2 separate regions of the Lactuca sativa genome follow, and region 1 is linked to region 2. Evidence: chromatin contacts called from public Hi-C data. All regions are on one chromosome and are shown on one strand. The core of a region is the stretch at or near the end of the contact, and the rest is flanking DNA. Distances in the headings are between cores, read along the strand shown. Region 1 holds the start of LOC111886302. Region 2 holds the start of LOC111886321 (shewanella-like protein phosphatase 2).

Region 1 (3,098 bases), core at 339-2,838, 320 kb after region 2:
ACGAAAAACTCAACAAAATAAAACCATAGGGACGATCCGAGTGCAAAAGAAAAGTTAGGGACCAAACGTGCAATTTTGACCAAACCATAGGGACGATTTTAGTAATTTACTCTATCATTATTAATACTTTATAATACTGAGAGTTTGAAACAATAAAAAAACTTATCGTGGAATCACGAAACAATCAAAAAAGTGAAAATTTTCACTCTTAAATATTAACAAACATTCAATAGCTTTGATGATCATGAAATAAGTATTAACAAACAATAATTAAAAAAATAGCAATGATCGAATGCAATTTAACCTATGGTCTACATTGAACTAAATTACTATCATATCAATACGGTGACTTTAATGCTCATAAAATTGAAAATATAACTTCCACATATTTTTAGTGCTCACAAAGTTAACAAAGTAAAATAACTTATCGGCGGTTGCAACAACCAATAGACAAAATTAGATCGACAACTGTGAAGGGTTGAAACGTCATGTACTGTGAAACGGCCTTGATGAATTATTATTCAGGTCTCTTATTATTATTATTATTATTTTGTTTAACTTGTATTGGACTATGAATAATATTAGATTATATATTAAAAACATTGAGATATTGAAACATAGCATCTGTGCTTTAAAAATCTAATTTATACATCTTTTTGTCAAAAATATTAATTTGTTCATTTAAATTTTTTTAGATAGGTCACGAACTTTAATGTTATATAACTTATTATAAATAAAATACAAAAAAGGTGGGTCAAGTGACCCACCATGGTATCAGATAGTTTCATTACCTTTTATATATATATATATATATATATATATATATATATATATATATATATATATATATATATATATATATATATAAAAGTGTCGTTAGAAAAACCTATGAACTCGTGATCACGTGACCACATGACCTTTAGGTTGATCAGAAGTACATTCCTATAAGGATTTTTTTTATTAAATTTACACCTAATAACTACCTATGGTGACTATTCACGAATATTGTCGTCGCTACAAGTAGGGTATGCGGACGACATGTCGTCGCAGTAGCTTCTACAAACTTTGACCAAATTTGTTTGACCTGAATAATTATGCCAATGATATGTCGTCGCCACTGATTTGCTGGTAACGATGAATTTTTTTGTGGTCTTCAAAAAACCTATGCCAACAACAAATCGTCGATATTAATTACCACAAATGTAATTTCCATATATTTTTATTCTATGGTGTAGAAAATAAAAACAATCTAGATTTTGGACAGCTATTACCACGACTTGTCATCGACTTCCCACATGACAACCCGTGTGAAATATCAATCCCGACGACTTGTTATAGGTACAAGTTTTATATATATATATATATATATATATATATATATATATATATATATATATATATATATATATATATATATATATATATTAAGATTGTGAAAAATTTTAACACTAAAATGGAGGTAATTTGTCTCTTTTGGTCCCTGTAGTTTCATTTGTTATTGGCCTCTTTCTTTTAGGGGTATATTTTGCTATTTTTTATAATCTTGATGGAGACGTGTTGTTTCTGCTTAGGTTCACCGCTTCTCGACCCAATCAGATTATGATTAGTGCCTCTTCACGTGTTCTTATCTGGGGTTAATTTGTACACCGATCAACCGCCTCAGATGCTTCTCCATTCCTATCCCCTCTTCTCATGTTTCTCATTCGACTTTCGCTTTCTTCGATCACAATTGTAGTACACGATGCCAAGGAGCTTCTTCTCCACTTTCTGGCTTACCTGTTACGATCGAGACACCTCCATCAAGTTTTACCATTAATTGAAAAAGATTCAATCATTTCCAATCATTCAGCAACCGACGACGACTTCATAATTTTCAGATTTTTGGCTTCAATTTTGAAGGTATGTGAAGTTCTACAGCCACGATTTTCATCTTTTTGAGATCGATTTTTGTCTGCAACTCCTCCACCATGTCGCCACCGTCGACGATGCAACATCGGAAGCTTCTCTCAACAAAAACATTGCTACCAAAAAAACCTAAAAGTCAGGAACGAGGATGTCTGCCACCAATCGAGCCATCTTCAGAACAACCGGTAACCACAATATCCATTAAATCCTAAATCGCTTCTCTTCCTACTTTGCTTCACTAAGGCCACTCTTCCATTTAAATATTAGTGGTTTATATAGGAGTTTAAAAAGTCAAACAATGAAGAAGCTGCAGTTCTATCTGCATCTCGACCTGCCTCTACAGTTGTTCATGCAGCTAATGCTACTGAAGTTTCCAGGTTTGTAATTTCTCATATCTAATTTTTTCAACTTTGCTGACTTATTTTGGGGGTGTCTGAAGTAATCTGTTAAAGCTTTTTGAGCCACGACCTCCTCTGGAGTATAGACCACCTCCTGAGAAGAGAAAATGTCCACGATACACAGGTATGTCATACATGTTATACTATTTAAATTCTAATTCATACATTGTAGGTTGAAAAATCTAATTGATTTGCTTCTATTTTCATTTGAAAAGGCATGGCCCAATTTGTTAGCCACTTTGCTGAACCCACTGATCCTGAATATGCTCCACCAGTAGTAAAGGGTGAAACACCTGTAAGATTCTTCATTTAGCAAACTGTACACATGTAAATCATCCATTGTATGTTACTTATCTTTTGTTTCATCCTTGATGTATGTGTGTGAATCAGGGCCAAAGGAGGGTTAGGATTCACTGGTTACGTACAAATTTTGAGTTTATAACCTTAACACTGTCATTGTGGTTGACATTTGTTCATTTCAATGACAGGTGATGTTTCTTATGGTTAATTGCAGGGAATGTTTGCTAACGTGGTTAAATAATAGATATTTTGCTGTATAATTTATTGTGAGTATTGTCGGTATAATTTATTCACATTTGAATGAAAAATGAGTATTTGATTTGTTGTGTGAAAAGATGTTATATATATGTGTGTATATATATATATATATATATATATATATATATATATATATATATATATATATATATATATATATATATTAGTTATGAAATGGTTAAATAAAAGATATTTTATTGTATTTTTATTGTATATAAAACAGGGATCTTTCATACA
Region 2 (3,356 bases), core at 15-2,514:
TTTTATTTGGTACATGATAGATGACGGTGTTTATATTTAGCTAATATCAATGAAGTTAATGGTATATCTCACCTTGTTCATCCCTGCAATTTATATCCTCCACACCCTCACAAGTTAATATAAAGTCATCTGGTATATCCTCTACACCATTATAATGGCGTGTGCCACCGCATCACCGCATCCCGTCAATAAACCCATGGGGTACCTATCACTAACATGCTACTCCACATATTTTTTCTATAATTTAATTCAAAAATACAATAATAACATAGATTTTTTTTAAAACTAGTTTTTCATTCAACAAAAAAAGACATTACATTAATTTAACAAAAACGACAATTTAAAATAAAAATAAAGAACACATTAAAAAAATATAAACAAATACAACTACCCGTAATCCTATTTTTTTTAAACAATGTTATTCTATTTTGAGGAATTCTTCAAATTTTGCCAAACATTGAGATGTGGAAAATGTTTTTGTTTTGTGTTTTCATATTGATCCATGACCACATTAACTGGATCGATATCGTTTTTGTGTAGATTGTTTATAATAAAGTTGTAAATTCCATTGAATTCGCAACATTTTACCTTCATATCGCATCATTTCGAACATACTTCATCAACATTTTGATTTACACAACCCATTAAATCATAGGAAACGCTTCGAACTTTTCCCCAAAAGAACTAGACATTTGAGCATCTTCTTCTTCCGAAACCTAAATCATGTTTCTGTTAACTTCTCTTCTTCCTCTTCTAACAAATTCATTATTTTGGGGGTCCTCAGTTTTTGAATTTAAGAACAATACAAATGTGTTAATGTGAATAAAGAGAGAATAATTGTATGAAAAATTAGACGGTTTTTAGTAATATTTATATCGGTAAAAATTAAATGAAAAAATGAAAAATCAAAATTAGCTATTACAATGGTCAACCATCATGTCAAAGCAAAGAGTTTTCACTAGTCGTGATCTGTCGTTGTCTGCACCATATTGGACAACGATCACGAGCCAAAACGAAAGACCTGGGTGGTGTTCGTAGCCGTGGTCCGTTGCCGCATAGACCGCTGCAAGGCAGATTTAAGAAGGGAGTAAAGGGGTCCATGCCCGCAATGGTTTAAATTTTTTTTATATAGATATATGTATTTTTCCCATTTTTTTACATAGGTATATATATTTCCCCCCTTTGAAATTGTTTCTTTGACATAGAGTGCGATTTTGAAATTCTAGATCCGCCCTTGGAACACGGAAACCTCTGTGATACCGAATGGTCTGATCACAATTTCCTGAATTTCATTATAATAATATATGGCTACCTTCGGAGAAAGTTCGTGACTTTACAGTCAATATTGGAGATCGATAAACAAATGCCCGACACATACAAAAACAACTCCACTACACCCAGTTCTTCTTCCTTTCTTCATAACAAGAAACAATGGATGCAGACAACACCTGCAAAAACCTGCCCAATCTCTATTCATCATTTGTCGACACTTTCGTCGACTTTTCGGTCAGCGAGATCTTCCTTCCCGACCCACCATCTCCTCCCGTTTTTCAAACCTCCTACCCTTCCCCTAATCGTCTAATAGCCATAGGTGATCTTCATGGCGACCTTCGCAAATCCAAACAAGCCCTCCGTCTTGCTGGTCTCATCGACTCCCAAGACCAGTGGTCCGGTGGCTCCTCCACTCTTGTACAAGTCGGAGATGTCCTCGATCGTGGTGGACAAGAACTCAAAATCCTTTACTTCCTCGAGAAACTAAAACGACAGGCTGCGAAGGTCGGCGGTAATGTCATCACTATGAACGGCAATCACGAAATCATGAATGTTTATGGTGATTTTTGGTGTACTGATCCATCTGGGCTTGATGAATTTCAAAATTGGGCTGATTGGTTTACTATAGGCAACAACATGAAGCGATTATGCGATGGACTAGAGAAACCTAAAGATATATACGATGGGATACCTACAAGTTTCCCTGGCGTTAAACAAGAATACGTAAACGGGTTTAGAGCAAGGATTGCTGCATTGAGACCTCAGGGTCCTATAGCAAGTAGGTTTTTGTCTAAAAACATGACTGTGCTTGTTGTTGGGGAGTCCGTGTTTGTTCATGGAGGGATCTTACCTCACCATGTTGCTTATGGATTGGAACGGATTAACGAAGAGGTGAGGGATTGGATTACTGGATTGAAAGAGACTGTATCTTCGGATTTAGTCATGTCCCGAAGCTCAGTTGTTTGGCTAAGAAAATTTTCTAACGAAGTGGCTGAAGATTGCGATTGTAGTATGCTGGAACATGTTCTTGCGACTATTCCGGGTGCAAGGAGGATGATCATGGGTCATACTATTCAGAAGGGTGGTATAAACGCATCTTGCAATAACAAAGCGATAAGGATTGATGTTGGTATGTCTAAGGGGTGTATTGACGGGTTGCCTGAGGTTCTGGAGATCAGTGAGGATTCTGGTCTACGAATCTTGACATCAAATCCGGCGTATGATCAGAATAGGCACGATTTGATGATGCGTAAGCAGCATGAAACACGACCAATTCAGGTTGAGGCTTAATCCTAATATTCTCTTTTATTACAATTGAATTTAGCACTCAAGATGTACACATTACTGAGTCTTGTTAATCAATTAGAAAATTATTGAGATTGTAAGCATAGTTAAGAAAGTTCTGATTTTTATTTGATTTACGTTGAGTTTGCAAACGAATTTCATTACTCCAAAGTTGCAATCAAAGACATACATTCAACAATGTTTCATAGCTAGAGAGGTTCTAAATTGGAAAATTAAATCTGGGGGAAAATTATAACTTGAGTTTTTGGTTTAATTATGTTAATCATTTTACTGTTAAAATCTCTCGGCTGAAGGATTAAAGTAGGTTTAAGTGATTATTATTTATTATTGTTGATTAGCATCTAAACTAAAAATGAAGTTAACATGATGGTCCACTTTGGAGGCGATAATCTGCTGGTATTTATATGGGTAGAATGGAATTTCGGAAACCTCAAGGTTCAGTCCTCAAGCTCAAACGAAGAACAAACTTTGTCATATTTATGGATCAATGCAAGTAATCCAAAAGGGGAATCCTTAAGCTGGGACCCATCCTTGAATGCTATATATTCTATCTAGACTTTTCTAGTCTTATGTTTGTTTTCTGTTGGTTTTGTTTCTTCCCCTTTCTTTCTTTGTACTTTCTAGCCTCTTATGTTTGTGAGCTTGCCATTAAAAAAAAAAAAAAAAAGAATTTCACATGATGGCGGACACATTACATAAGAGACTTTTCTAGTCTCTTATGTAGTCTCTTATGTTTGTCCACTTGCCCTTAAAAAAAAATAGTTACATGATGGTGGCCA

The links. A called contact is a pair of places that touch in the nucleus more often than the background predicts.
Region 1: a Hi-C map of leaf shows a contact between it and region 2, with 5 times the contacts expected there. The contact joins the promoter of LOC111886302 here to the promoter of LOC111886321 in region 2. A contact is called at or near these places in 2 of 4 Hi-C or Micro-C datasets (both in leaf).

Annotation. Positions count from the first base shown.
Region 1 is chr2:104,018,833-104,021,930 of Lsat_Salinas_v11, forward strand. LOC111886302 reads left to right here and starts at 1,589. Exons shown (of 10, transcript XM_023882540.2): 1 at 1,589-2,090; 2 at 2,185-2,282; 3 at 2,345-2,427; 4 at 2,519-2,598; 5 at 2,694-2,791; 6 at 3,085-3,098. The coding sequence starts at 1,968.
Region 2 is chr2:103,697,150-103,700,505 of Lsat_Salinas_v11, forward strand. It overlaps LOC111886321 (shewanella-like protein phosphatase 2), which reads left to right and starts at 1,265. Exons shown (of 2, transcript XM_042899140.2): 1 at 1,265-2,550; 2 at 2,990-3,356. The coding sequence starts at 1,432. The coding sequence ends at 3,094.